5 separate regions of the Mus musculus genome follow, and all the other regions are linked to region 1. A link is a contact called in public ChIA-PET, HiChIP or PLAC-seq and Micro-C data. All regions are on one chromosome and are shown on one strand. The core of a region is the stretch at or near the end of the contact, and the rest is flanking DNA. Distances in the headings are between cores, read along the strand shown.

Evidence for each region. A called contact is a pair of places that touch in the nucleus more often than the background predicts. ChIA-PET counts read pairs in DNA pulled down with a chosen protein or histone mark. HiChIP or PLAC-seq counts read pairs in DNA pulled down with a chosen protein or histone mark.
Region 2: a contact with region 1 is called in an RNA polymerase II ChIA-PET map of memory CD8 T cells, with 46 read pairs. The contact joins two enhancer-like sites. A contact is called at or near these places in 1 of 484 Hi-C or Micro-C datasets (CD8 T cells) and 4 of 115 datasets of contacts at active chromatin or transcription factors (acute myeloid leukemia, embryonic stem cells, memory CD8 T cells and 1 more).
Region 3: an H3K27ac HiChIP or PLAC-seq map of microglia shows a contact between it and region 1, with 6 times the contacts expected there. The contact joins two enhancer-like sites. A contact is called at or near these places in 1 of 484 Hi-C or Micro-C datasets (nephron progenitors) and 1 of 115 datasets of contacts at active chromatin or transcription factors (microglia).
Region 4: a Micro-C map of macrophages shows a contact between it and region 1, with 2.8 times the contacts expected there. The contact joins two enhancer-like sites. A contact is called at or near these places in 2 of 484 Hi-C or Micro-C datasets (cerebral cortex and macrophages) and 1 of 115 datasets of contacts at active chromatin or transcription factors (neural progenitor cells).
Region 5: an RNA polymerase II ChIA-PET map of memory CD8 T cells shows a contact between it and region 1, with 8 read pairs. The contact joins two enhancer-like sites. A contact is called at or near these places in 3 of 484 Hi-C or Micro-C datasets (bone marrow-derived dendritic cells, liver and nephron progenitors), 3 of 115 datasets of contacts at active chromatin or transcription factors (embryonic stem cells, memory CD8 T cells and neural progenitor cells) and 1 of 9 other capture datasets (embryonic stem cells).

The regions. Positions count from the first base shown.
Region 1 is chr14:61,969,860-61,972,559 of GRCm38.p6, reverse strand. No RefSeq gene overlaps it. Among named protein-coding and RNA genes, the nearest start is that of Gm35307, 64 kb to the left of the region's middle. Within about 2 kb of position 1,294, at least 136 of the 459 cell types and tissues checked have an H3K27ac peak or open chromatin away from gene starts, as enhancers often do. A contact at or near this core is called in CD8 T cells, macrophages, memory CD8 T cells and 1 more, where this site is marked.
Region 2 is chr14:61,735,240-61,737,939 of GRCm38.p6, reverse strand. No RefSeq gene overlaps it. Among named protein-coding and RNA genes, the nearest start is that of Gm46480, 30 kb to the right of the region's middle. Within about 2 kb of position 1,344, at least 136 of the 459 cell types and tissues checked have an H3K27ac peak or open chromatin away from gene starts, as enhancers often do. A contact at or near this core is called in CD8 T cells and memory CD8 T cells, where this site is marked.
Region 3 is chr14:61,835,171-61,837,870 of GRCm38.p6, reverse strand. No RefSeq gene overlaps it. Among named protein-coding and RNA genes, the nearest start is that of Gm41171, 10 kb to the left of the region's middle. Within about 2 kb of position 1,425, at least 46 of the 459 cell types and tissues checked have an H3K27ac peak or open chromatin away from gene starts, as enhancers often do. A contact at or near this core is called in microglia, where this site is marked.
Region 4 is chr14:62,162,294-62,164,993 of GRCm38.p6, reverse strand. The region is part of intron 1 of Gm35419 (a long non-coding RNA gene); the gene reads left to right. Among named protein-coding and RNA genes, the nearest start is that of Gm35419, 7.4 kb to the left of the region's middle. Within about 2 kb of position 1,378, at least 32 of the 459 cell types and tissues checked have an H3K27ac peak or open chromatin away from gene starts, as enhancers often do. A contact at or near this core is called in macrophages, where this site is marked.
Region 5 is chr14:61,786,701-61,789,400 of GRCm38.p6, reverse strand. No RefSeq gene overlaps it. Among named protein-coding and RNA genes, the nearest start is that of Gm35247, 30 kb to the left of the region's middle. Within about 2 kb of position 1,435, at least 31 of the 459 cell types and tissues checked have an H3K27ac peak or open chromatin away from gene starts, as enhancers often do. A contact at or near this core is called in memory CD8 T cells, where this site is marked.

The DNA.
Region 1 (2,700 bases), core at 45-2,544:
CTTTTAGGAGGCTCATAAGCTAATTTCTGAATCTTTCATAAAGATAGGCTCCATGGTAAAGTTCTTGCCTATACAGGCAAGGCCCTGAGATTTTTTTCCCCATTCATAGTCAATTACTGCACCAAAAAATAAAATAAAATAAAATAAAATAAAATAAAATAAAAATTAATCCAACTACTACAACACAAGGAAAAATCTTCTAGAATGCTTGTTTTCATCAACAGTATTGACACACCCTCCGCAGACAGGATCTAACTGAGAACAGGTTTCACTTCCAGAAAAAGACCCTTTAGGATAAAGCAATTTAACTACAATCTCATTTTTAATATAATACAAAGGGAGACATTTCTGATCAGCTAAGGCATTTACTATAATAATCTGAATTATGCTTTAGCAAGTCATACAATAAGAGACTCCTTTTTGAAAAAAAATTTAAAGAAATTAAAGTCATTAAAGTCATACAGAGCCATGGGGGAGAACTGGAAGCTCCCATCCCGAAGGCTTATGTCTTCCTGCACCAGCCGAGAAGCACATAATATCATCACAGTTCCCACAACCAACAGCGAGAGTCACAGGTTACATGCTGTTCCAACTTTAGTGGAAAATGGCTTTCCCTTTAAATAAGTTTCACTTTCAGAGAAGACGTTCAAGCACATGGCATAACTGTAGGGCTGTGAAGCCCGTGGCTGCACACAAATCCTTCCACAGCAAAGGAAGCCCTCTCATGAGCCTCAACCTTGCAAATCACATCCAGGAAAAAGTCTTAGCCATAAGGGGCCAAAGAGGTGGAAACCAACGCTTCAACCGGGCTCTGATTCTCTGAGCCACCATCCTCCACATGGAGTCTTTAACCACAGAAATTGGTAGCGACAACAGAGAAAACAGAAGTGTTAACTAAGGCACAAAGTCAGCAGGTTTTCTGATTTGTCTGTGCCATGCAGTTGCCCACACCATTCCTCTCACCACCTCAGCACACTCTGACGTCCTGTCCTTTCCTTACTTTCACATCCCTGTTTTATGGAATAAAGCCCTAGCACTAACAGATGTGGCAAGAAATCACTTTAGCTAGAACCTTCCCTCCCTGCATCCAATTTCCAGCCTGTTAACGCCACGAGCCTTTGCAAAGAACTCAGTATAACTTTCAATGACACCAACACACACACACACACACACACACACACACACACACGCCCACTTAGTCTCTTTTAACTGAAAGTCTTTAGAAAGAGGAAGTAGCTCCAGGAACTATCACAGCATGTTCCTGGATGCTGGGTGAAGGAAACCCACAGCAGACAGTTGCTCTAATGGGGCTGGTGCAGGCCGGATGCTGCTTTGTAGTAACTAGCCTGCTGACAGTCAGCACATCGTCACACTTCTGTTTTGTCACAGCCTCCCTTCCTTCCAATACTAGAGATTGTGCTTCAAAAAACACATAATATAATGTTTTAGAGCCATGGTTATTGGTATCTATTTTATTGTCTCTATCTAGAGCTTCTTGAGACACCAGAAATGAAGGCTCATTAACAAGAGAGCAGGAAATCCCAAGCCCAGGCCCTCGGTAGAGAAGTTGGTAGGCTCAACTCTTTTCTGAACAGATTCTTTGCTTTATTAAACATAACCATTGGTGTCTAATTGTTTACCGTTTCCCAGAATACAGAAGGAAAAATACAACACAATTGCTTGGAATTCAGGAAGCAAAAAATCACACAGCAGTACTTTGGCAAATGATTGTCTAAAACCAAGGCAGTAGTAACCAAGGAGGGCAGCCCTGGGTAATGGCTAACCCAGAAAGTCTGACTGAGCCCAATTAAGCAGCTGTGGGGGGCAGGATTCCACTGCTGAGAAGAACCCACAGAAAGCAGTCTGTTCTAGTCCACAAACAACTTTGTGGGTAAAGCGAGCTGAAGAAACAAGCTCAGGGCTCTCCTACGACCAAAGAAGTATTACTGCTATCTCCTTCTATAAAACACATGGATTTCTAAGTCATATCGGCACCCTGGCAGCCAGGGAGTCAGGGGTCAGGGGTCGGGGGTGAGGGTGGTGTTGGGGCAGTGATGGGTGGGTTCCTGAGTCCATTGACTATGTATGCTTACTTAGTCCTACCCATATGTAGGTCAGTCTTTGGTCATTTCTCTAAACAATACAGTCATTGCTCAACCCAAGATTACCCCTAGCCTCACTCCTGTAGAACAGAACATTCTGGCTCAACCAAGAAAGGTTCTCCTAAGGGAGGCAGTGGGCATACCAGATCTCATCCCTACCAAAAAAGGCATCCCCTTCAATCCCAATCATTTGGGAAGTTGGGGTCTGGGTTCTGGTGCTGACATGGCTTCAGTTACTTAGAAGCAAGTATTAGAATCCCACAAAGGTAGTCTTTTCCCCTTGGTAACATCGCATATGAATGGAGATAGACAAATGGACTTGAATTCTTAATCTTTAACAAAAAAAAAAACATATAGCTGTCAGGACCCTTCCTTTATCAGGGCTGATTATTCTTGAGGTCATGGTCTATGGTGTGTGTGTGTGTTAATTTTTTTTAATCAAATAAGTACCTTAAATGCTGTCCCTCATAAATCATTGCTCAACCATCTTTTGGCACCAGGATAAGGTGTTCCTGTTGGGGGTTGGGGGGGAGGTGTTACTAGATCATTCTCTTCCAGAAAAGTATGTTCATGTTGCTTGTACTGTAAGATCCTCTAT
Region 2 (2,700 bases), core at 95-2,594, 230 kb after region 1:
CTGAGTTAGGCTGCTTTGCACTACCCCACCCCGACCCCACCGCCAACTCCCTGCAAGCGGGCCTTTTCAAGGACTTGAGGCTTGCTTGCTCTTTCCTTGGTGCACAGTTTAATCCACAGATCTACGGTAGCTTCCTTCGCTCCCTCATTCCAACCTCTGGACTAGCTGAGGTTAATGAGTAAGGGGCTGGTCAGGTCAGGGCTTCCTTTTTGGCAAGGATGACAGAGTCTTCTCCCACAGTGAGTCAGGACATCAGCCCAGGGAGCTGCCAGCAAGGCCAGGCTTGGGAATGCTCCCTAGCCAATGACAAATACAGAAGTCATACTAGATCCTGGAAAAAAAAAAATGAGAATGGTCCACAGGGAGTTCCTCGGGAAGTGGGCTGGGGACTGTTAAACAAGGTTTAAACTGAAGTTAAAGCTCCCCACTTGCACTTCTGGGATAAAATAGAGCACTTTAATCAAGGGCAGTTATAAAGCAGGAAGTTCAATTTGCCTATTGAACTGAAACAAAACAAAACAGCAACTGTGCCTTGTTTGCTCCAAAGCAGCCCGACTACCATTCTAACCTGTGTGCAGAAAACTTGCACAGGAGCATCTAAATGTGTTCATTTTAGATTTTTCTCAACCAAAGTTCTCTCCTTAGAGTCTTTATTGTGGCGGGGGCAGGGAGGGGGAAGTGCTGCCTCTTTAAACAAGCTCTCTCTCCGGGTTTTAAAATGCTCAACTCGTTTCATTTTCTTGATAAAATTTATCTGTGATCAGGACTGAGTCAGACCAAAAATACTTCTATAAGATTTGACCTTTTACTGAAATCCCACATTGAGATAATACACCTAAAATGGTGGTTACCAGTAAGGCTTTTGTTTTTCAAAAGTACATTTAAAATAAATCACTTTTTTTCAAGCAGAAAACTGTTTTGAATTAAGTCCTTCACAGCCGATCAGCCTGAGAGTTCTCGCTCTTTGATTTCCTTTTCATGCAAATTACACCAGGAGAGTTGTGCGTGTGTAGCACTGTCCAAACCACATTTAGCTTTCACATTTACTTCGTGTCCAATTAAGTCTCACAAGTTTACTTGCCTGTAAGACTCTATAAGGATTACATTATTTTTTTTACTCCTAAAACAAAAACAATGCCAGCAAAAGCCATTTTTTATTGTTAGCGAATGAAACATTTTCCAATTTTACAAGGATAATTAATTCTTTGCACTTTTTCTCATGATGATGAAAATACTTTTTATTTTTGTGTGTACTCTTGTTTTTTATTGGCTAAATTTGCTTTTCAACAGTTCCATACCCACATACAACACATTTTGATGACTCTCAACCCTCCCTCCCCCTTACCGCCTTCCTTCCTGTACAGTCCCCACCCGGCTCTGCAGCTCTGCAACAAGTCACTTTCCTATGTCCAGGCCCCTTTGTTTCGTTCAGGGATTTTTAAAGCACGGTTGTCTGTGTGACCGAGAGTTTGGTACTCTCTGTTGGAGCGTACTCTCTGTTGGAGCGTGGTGGGCTCATCGTTGACTGTATGTTGAAAGGCAGTGAGGGCAACAACTTTTCATTCCTTCTGATGAAGTATTTTCATGTATTTTTTTTTCTTAATTCCAACAAACTCTTAAATGCTTTATTATTTAAAGAGTTTTTAAGGGCTTTTCATTTGAAGCTCTGTGACTTATTATAATAGCTACTCACCCCAGCTGTGAGGAGTGCCCACCTGGAGTTTAATCACCTGATTTCTCAGTGAATTCTTGTTTACCCTTGAAATGGGGGGGGGGGAGAGTGGGAGGGAGTGGTGAGGGGGAGACACAATTAATGACAGATTATCTAAAACAAAATCAACTCCAAAATTCCTGTGAGAGGCTATTTGTGTTAGTGGCAGATTTTGCGTTTTCCTTAGCAACTTGCTGTGAACACCTGAGGATAACAAAATTTTGAGCTGAACAGGAAGTCTAGGAAGAAAATCATTATGAAGCAATTACATCTAGTTTTCTAAATCACCATAAAAGGAATGTGCTGCCTCCAGAGTTAGCAGTGGTGAAGTGACAGGTTTTAAAATTGGATCAGAGAAGCAGGATTGGATGGATCTCAGGTAGTAAAGAGCTTCCCTGGCACGCACAAAGCCTTGCCTTCCATCCCCAACACCACAGAAGCCAAGCCAAGTTAGCTCGGGCCTGCAATCCCCACTTTCAGGAAGTAGAAGCAGGATGATAGGTTCAAGGTCATTTTAGCTAGCTGCACAGAGTCTGGCTGGGAAAAGCTAAAGATTTCATCAGCCCAAATGGCTGGTGTAAGCTAGAAAGGAGAATGAGCTGAATGGTGAGAAGCCGGATGGTTAGGCTCAGGGAAAGAGTCTCGGGCACGGTGTAGAGCAGTTAAGCCGCACTGCAACAGGTAGCCACCAAGAAGAGGGAGAATAGAAGAACAATGGAATAGGAAATCTGCTTCCAAGTCACAGGGGACAGCAGCAGCAGGAATGGCCACAGAATCTAAGGAAAGCCAGTCTTTTGTTTTAGGGTTTTGTTATTGTGTATTAGGTATGTCTTGTTTTGTTTATATTGCTGTGGATAAAACTTCTAGACAAGGCTAGCTATCTCAGACCTCAAGTCATCTGACACCTTTCTTTTGGACTAGCCACTGAGCAAAGAGAAAGTTTATCACAGAATAAAGACCATTGTAGCAGGTTTTGCCTCCTGGTCTAT
Region 3 (2,700 bases), core at 176-2,675, 130 kb after region 1:
AGAGCCACATGTGTGAGCCAGACACGTAACCTGAAGTTTTCTCGTAGCCGCATTTGAAAAAGAAAAAGACAACACAGATGAAACTAATTCAAATGACATATTTTATTTATCCCACTATAGCCAAAATATTACATTTTAGCATATAAATCTGCATACACATTATTAACAACACTGTTTACTTTATTTTTTTATGCTAAGTCTCCAAAACCCAACAGGTATTCCTACACATCACAGTTCAGACAAGACACGCCTGAGCATGCTCAGTAGCCAGCTGCTACCTGAACTTTACTTGAAGTTACTTGCTTTAGTCTTTATTTATTGTTGACAGTTTCATATGTATACATATGGTGATTATTATTTACCCTCTATTGCTATCTCTCATCCCCCCCTCCCTCCCTCTAAGCCCTGTCTTCAGTCCAAGTAGCCCCCTACTGCTCTCATGTTTTCTTTTGACCCCCTGATTTAATTAGGGTTGATTCTACGAGCATGGATAGTGTTGTGTGCTGGCATAGGACAACTGACCAGTGGGTACACCATTGACAAAAATGACACTCTTTCCCCTGCAACCACTAATCACTAATAGCTCCTTGGGAAGGGGCAAGGCCATATGGACACCTTGCTACCCGTGATGGGGTGTTGAAAGACCCTATCGTGGGCAGGCAGCCAAAGCTATTGTGTATTCTTGATTGCAGCAGCTGTGTCATGTCTAGTAGTTCATAGCACTCCTTCTCAGCCCCTCACTAATGCAGTCTTTCATCCCTGATTCCACAACGTCACCTGGGCCTTGGAGAGGGTGACATGAATGTCCACTTAAATCTGAGCACTCAATGGTTGCTTGGATCGCTGCACTTTGACCAAATATAAGTCTCTCCATTGACAAGCTCACTACAAAAAGACAAAGAACCTCTTGTGGGCCCAAACTTGAGAGCAGCATGAGTCTGTGGAGAGAAGGATAAGTATTTAGAAGGTAGTTTGACCAATGTGTTCATTTAGCAAAACATGAGTAGATTCTCCCCTGTGGCCTATGCCCTCTCAAGCCAGAGGCTTTTGACTAAGTTTAGAATGCCAGGCAAACTACCCGCCCATGGAGTAGACCTCAAATCTAATCAGAAAATGGTGCTAATGCCCAAACAGCTGCACAAGAAGTCATATCTTTCTTAGAAGCGGGCCAGCGTTGTGTTACACAGAGTCTACAAACGGCTAAGCACAGGATGTTACCCAGGCTGCTGGGGGAGAAAAGTCAAATTATTTTTAAGTCAGAGTTGAAGATGTTCCCTCTCAGACAGATCAGAAACGTGCACGGAGGCTTTAAAGGAAAGGTATTAGAGAAGCTTAAGCCCTCTGCGACGCAGTGTGTGTCTACAAGTTCCCAGTGGCTAGACTGACATGGCAGGTGTGGCTGGCTTAAAGCTCAGCCACAAATTCCTCCATCTGGTTAAATACAGTGACTTCCCTTTTCAGGCCTCATGTGGACAGGCAAGGTCTAACCTCTAAGCCACCAAACCTCCACGAATGGGAACCATCTGTGCTACACCTGCAATCACACTACAAGAAGGGGGGTGGGGGTGGCGTAAGCCATCACACATTAAAAGTCCAATTGCTAGGAAAACAGACTTTTTTTTTTCTTTTTTGGTCAAGAGACAGATGAAAGGAAGTAATTCATCATCTATGGTCCTCTACACAATAATCATAAATGCCCCCGGCATGGAGCTATTTACCTCAGCAGGAACAAAATAAATAATCTACAAGTCATAAATCTAAACAGCCAGAAAACCTGGCTGCATACGAAGAAGAAAAGCCAAACGAGCCCCCCATGAATTTGGTAGGCTGTCTTTTTCCAATTGATTTGAGAGGAACCCCCCATAAATTATACAGTCCTATATGAATCTTACCACCCCCCCCCCATGCCTTCTAGCACGGTCCCTCCAGAGGCTCGGTCTGAGTAAAGGAATTTCGTTTATTTATTTTCCATTTCCTTCCTGTTGTAACTGTATTTTTATCCTTCCTGTTCTCCCTGCCCCCTCCCTCTTTTCACAGTTGTGTTTCTCAGACTCTTTAACACACACTGGGATTTTTTTTTTTTGTTGTAGTGGTTGTGCTCGGTTGTGTAACATTAGCCATATTTCTTTGCTGATGTTTTTTCTTACACACACACACTGCTTCTTCCTGCTTGGGGGAGGGCTAGGGAAACTTCTTGGACCTTAACACCACCTGGAAGGAACAGGGAAGCCAGCTGAGTGCTCATGATGGAGACAAGCCCACTCTGCTCTGGGAGGCAGAGGGGTGTGGGGGAACAGTCCTGAGGTCAGTACAGGTTTTCAAATAAATAAAAGAAGCCTTACCGCTGTAAAACTTAACTTTGGTTGTTACTGTTTACAGTCACAAAATATAAATACCTTGATTTTTCTTTCTGTTTTTGGCATCAGAAGGAAAAAAATAAAAAGGAAGGATGGAAGGAAGGAAAGAAGAAAGAGAAAAAGAGAAAGAGAGGAAAGAAAGAAAGAAAGAAAGAAAGAAAGAAAGAAAGAAAGAAAGAAAGAAAGAAAGAAAGAAAGAAAGAAAGAAAGAAAGGAAGGAAGGAAGGAAGGAAGGAAGGAAAGGAAGGAAGGAAGGAAGGAAGGAAGGAAAGAAAGAAAGAAAGAAAGAAAGAAAGAAAGAAAGAAAGAAAGAAAGAAAGTTAGTTAAAGGGTGGGGTACCTG
Region 4 (2,700 bases), core at 129-2,628, 190 kb before region 1:
TAAAACCCTTCTTCCCAGTGACTCCTTGGGGATCTGGTTGAAGTAAATCTTAAGAAAGTGTTCTAAATCCTGGTTACCAGAATCACCTGGGAGCGTCCCGGGGGCCTCCTGAATCTTCAGTGTGTCAGAGGCCTTGAGAGTCTGGTGAGAGCTAGGGAGCTTGTCTTGAAGCCAACCTGCCTAGTAGCCACACCAGCCTGCTGAGTCTGCACTGACTCCAGAGCTGAATGAAAGAGCAGGGCCAGCTTCTCTTCCCACCACTGTGACAGGAGGATGTCTCTTCAGGCCTTCACACTCTGGTGACAAGCGTCTGTTCCTTCCAGAGGACTTGATAAAGAGAAGACTCCATCTACAGCCACCCAGAGTGGTGGAACCACTCAGGCATCCAGACCAGGCCAAGGAGTCCCAGAACTGGAAGAAGCCATGGGGCTTTTATCTCATTTAGCAACACACGGCTGCAGGCAGCCTCATCTTCAGAGGTAGCTGTCTATTAGCCTTTGACAGTTGATGCCACACAAAAGGAAGAAAATGGAAGAAAGGATACTTGAGACTTCTGGGGGTACCCTCACCCTTCTTGTTCTGGTAGGAATACATCCTCTTTTCCCTTTCAATACTTGAGATCCTTTATCAACATCTGAAGTCTTTGCTCTCTAGTAAATTCTCTGGCCTCTATCAAACATCAAGCATAAAAATCTTTCCCAAGCTGCATAACTGTTACAGAGCTTTTGATCACAATGTGGTGATTCTTGTCACCACACCAAAGCCAACCCCCCCCCCCACACACATACAACATAACACACACGCACATGTACATGCACACACACACTTCATTAGGCTTTTCTAGGCTATAAACAGCTCATGGTGACAAAGACAAGGAACCCCTCAGGGCCACCTGAACTGTACAGTGGTCTCTTAGAAAGCAAAGTCTGGGGTCCTATCCTCCATTCTCAGAGCCATGAGGATACTTTGAGGAACATGGCTGCTTGTTGTCCCAATCCTAGTATTTATTAACCTTCCGACAGAAGGTCAGCTGCCTCCTTGGAACCTTGGTTAGAATTCCTGGACAGTCATTATAAAAGGAATCACCGAGTAATGAGTCCAGGAATGTTTTCCCAGCATATGCTCTGGTGGACATCTGTGTATAGGCCCCTTCCAGTAGTACATTCTGCCTCGGGTGGGCTGTCCTCCCTATGTTGTCCCAAGCTGGAAGTGGGGCCCAGCAGTAAGCAGGCTATCTGTCTTTGAGTTTGAATTAGATGGTGAGATGGTGACCAGGAGTATAAGGAAAGAAACGGTCCCAGCATAAGCCACACTCACTGTCCTGAAGCTGATAAAACAGCCTTTTTCCCTCCCCTCTCTTCAGTCTTCTAACCACAATGCAGAAACAGCTCACACAACCCCAAACAGTTTGTCACACGGGGAACTTATGTGGTTCTAGGAGCAGCGACTCCATTTGACTGTTCATTGCTGTCACCCTTTCTCCTATATTGAACCTTCTGCTCGAGGTGTCAAGCCAAAAGGACCCCTAATCAGAGGGCTGAGTGTCAGGATCATGGTGGGGAGACATCTGGAAACATCCTGAGGCCGAGGAAGGAGAGTATCTGCTCCAGAGATGCCCTGGGCTCTCTATGTGTTACTGTGGGAGCGGGAAGGTTGCCACATCTCCCAGCTCGCTCAGGCTTGTTGAGAAACACTGGTTTAGGCAAGGCAAAGAGCCAAGTGTAAACTTAACTGTCCCTCACGGGTGTCAAGGCGCACAATAAAAGTCTCCCATCACGAAGCTACCAAAGCTGGCAGCGAGGCCTTCCTGACAGCTGGAAGCAAGGACTTTAAAGGCTGTTGGGAGGGAGGATCTATCTCCCTTACCTCGTGGGGCTTTCTAGACATTTGCATCAGACTTTTGGGCATGGCTACTTCCCTAAGCTGGAAACATGACTCTTGAAGCTCTAAAGTGGAGCCTTTGCCATTTCAGACTGAACACTTCTCACAGGGACAGTTCCATCTCTGGCTGGAGGGTGAGCAGTGGCCCACACCAGTCCTTCTCCCTTTCATCCGTACCAATGAAACCTTGTTTTTATTTTTGGTATTTGTTTTGTGAATTCGAAAGGCAGCATGCAAGGAAGCAGGTTTCTCCCCAGCACTTCCACATCTGAGTCATTGGGCTGTTCTAGTTCATACCTGACCCCCCCACCCTTCCATACCCCCCCAATCCCCCCCCCACAGCTGATTCTCTCCCTTTCCTTAAACAGGCATCTCATCTACTTTCATGCCGCATGAATTCTACTACCAATCCACCCAGCCTCCCCGCTCCTCACCACCCTCACCCCTCCATACCACCCACTTCCCCCCCCGCCCCCCCAGCTGATTCTCTCCCTTCCCTTAAACAGGCATCTCAGCTACCTTCATGCTGCATGAATTCTACGACCCCCACCCCCACCCCGTCTCTTTCTGTGTAAGAGGTGTTTGATGTTGCAATTCCATGTGGCTATGTGACAAAGTTATAGTTAACAATGTATACGCAGAGTTTCTGGGAACAATTTGCTGCCATTTCCTAGTTCCCATTTTATTTTCTTCCTGCTTTCTGAGCATAATGTGTTGAGGGGGTGCAGCAACCACTTTGCCGGCATGAGGGGAAGGAACAGACCAGACCTCAACTAAAGATGGTGAGATGGGAAGACGGAAACTTTCATTGTACGGCAG
Region 5 (2,700 bases), core at 186-2,685, 180 kb after region 1:
ATAAACAAATACCTCCTTCAGGGTTGTTCTCTGGCCAAGCATCCTGAGGACCCTGGAGATTCCCAAGAACAAGGCAGAGCCTCTTCCTTCACAGAACCACATTCTGATTGGTGAAGACACAATAAACAAGTCAGCTAATGAATACACAAGAGGGAAGTAAGCGCTAGGCAGACAAGTAAGATGCGATGATGTAACAGTCCGACAAGAGGGAAAGTGGGCTGGGCACAGTGCCATGGGGTGGGGAGGAGCGGTCTCCAAGAGGACGTGCCCTAGAGAACCAGGCATGCGCATTCACATGAGAAGATGTAAGGAGATGGTCCAGCCGTTGTTGTTCAAGCGCGTGTATGACAACATACAGACTGATGTCTGTATGTCCACATGACTCCAACAGCAGCAGGAGAGACCAGTCAGGGGCTGTTCTAAAGAACTGGCTTCTACTACGCTGAGCTGAGCTGCCTCCATATGATGATTTTTGCCCCGTGGCTTTGCTTCCTCAGAACTCTAACAATACGCAGTTGCTACCCTGCTCCTACCTCCTTTCCGTAAGATGAAACAAAAGTAATAACCGCTGAGACCCCTGGTAATCAAAGGTGCTTCCTGGACCATGGCAAATGGGAAAGGGCTGTGAGGGCACGGTAACGGCCATAAACAGGCGGAACCCAAAGTGACTGCATACATCATCAGAGACTCTTTGGGGAAAGCCAGTGGTGGGATATTGGGACTGATTTGAGGTCTCAAACACTGACAGAGTTGGAAGCAACACAAAACTCACAAAGTCATCCTGCTTTGGGGATGTTAAAAGGAAACACTTGTTTGGAAACAATTTTCAAGTGTGAAAAGAATAGGAATTTCCATGGAATCTGGGAGCAGCCCGACCACACAGCTGAAGTTGAAAGATGTGTCACTTGGGGGAACTGAGGTCTGGCTGCTAGCAGCACTCATGATGCTCGGGCACCCAACTGAGAAACCCTGACCTGTGATGCAGTAAGCCAATGACTCCACCCAGAGTAAAGCAGGCTCCTAAACACCTCCCAGTCTTGTTTCTCTTCTCTGCCTTGCCCCAGCATTCCATCTTCAAGAACCATACACCTTGAGTTTCTTTCCACATCACTTCTTCCTTCTCCACTGGTAAGTTCAAGTTCACAGAAAATGTGAAGTGGTTCCTGTGGTACCCTCTCTAACTGCTCCCCAGGTTAGGTTAGAATCAACAGACCAAAGGCTCCCGAAGCAGGTCTTACCCGCTATACATTTGAGAGTGTTGATGTGAATGAACACTTAGCTTTATTGGCCTCTTCTGGGTGGTTTAGTAAAATTAGGCTCCTTCGCGGGCAGTCATATACTGCTATAGCTTGTCTTCCAGGAAGCTCTTTCTACTGCTGCCTACAGCTCCAGAAGTAAACCCTTAAAAGGTGCCTTCTCAGGAAACGTGCAGTCACCCCCCACAGCCTACCATCCTGCTTGCACCTGAGGTGACAGTGACAAATGCACACTGTATAACACTGAGCTGTAAAAGGCAGACTCCCAAGACAGGAAGCAGAAATACACATGGGAACCCCCAGCTGCAGAGAATTGGGGTGCTTTCCTGTTCTCAAGCCTCCATCTCCCGCTTTTGTTTTCTTAGTCTGAAAGGACAAATTTCTCCTCTGCTCTCACTGGGACTCCTCATAATGGATTTAACAGGACCGCTGCCTACAGAAGGATTGTGGTTTTGCTCAAAGCTAAGGCCACTTTGTGTTCAGAGCATTTTATTTATTTTGGGGAGGGGGGCAATGTTCAAGACAGGGTTGTGCTATGTAACAGCCCTGGGTGTCCTGAAACTTATTTGTAGACCAGCCTGGCCTGGAACTCACAGAAATCCACCTGCCTCTGCCTCTGACTCTTGAGTTCTAGGACTAAAGGTGTGCATCACCACACCTGGCATGACTTTAGAGCATTTAGAATGATAAACTTAACTGTATCTTGAAAAGGAAGCGGACATGAACTTGAAAATTGTTCTTATGATAATAACAATGGGTATTTTTAGGCAATTTACTAAGGTTAATAATAATAAACAACAATACTGTCATAAAATTATTTTAAGTCAGGCTTACAGTGTTTAACTCTTGATGTACTCTTAGTTAGATATAAATATGATATTTCAGATAACCATCAAAAATTCAACTTTTCTACTGCAGTAGAATAATATATGCTCATTCATATGATATGATACATGCAAAAGATTGATGTGTAAATAGATACACCATAGAAAGGTTTAAAGCTTAAGACATGCGTTTTCACCTAAACTTCTCATCTTCTTCTCAGCATCACTGAGGGTCCTGTCATGTGCAGAAGACGCTGCTCTGCTCTAGTCTCCCAACCCCTGGCTCTTACGACTTCCCACTTCCTCTTCTGTGATGCTCCCTGAGTCTTGGAGACAGGGTACAGTGTAGATGTCCCATTTGTGACTGAGCACCTCACTGATACTCTCTGTACCTGGACCAGTAGTGACTCTCTGCATTAACCATGCCCACTGTGCAAAGCAACTTCTCTAATGAGGTCTCCACTAATATACAGATGTAGACATATAAATATAGAGAATAGCTCCATACTGTCCATTTAGCAGATCAATAGTAAACAGATTCACCTCCTGAAGCCTGTGACTCACTCACCCAACCATTGGTTCCTTTACAGAACCAGGCAAGTGTTTTGCCCTTTGGAACA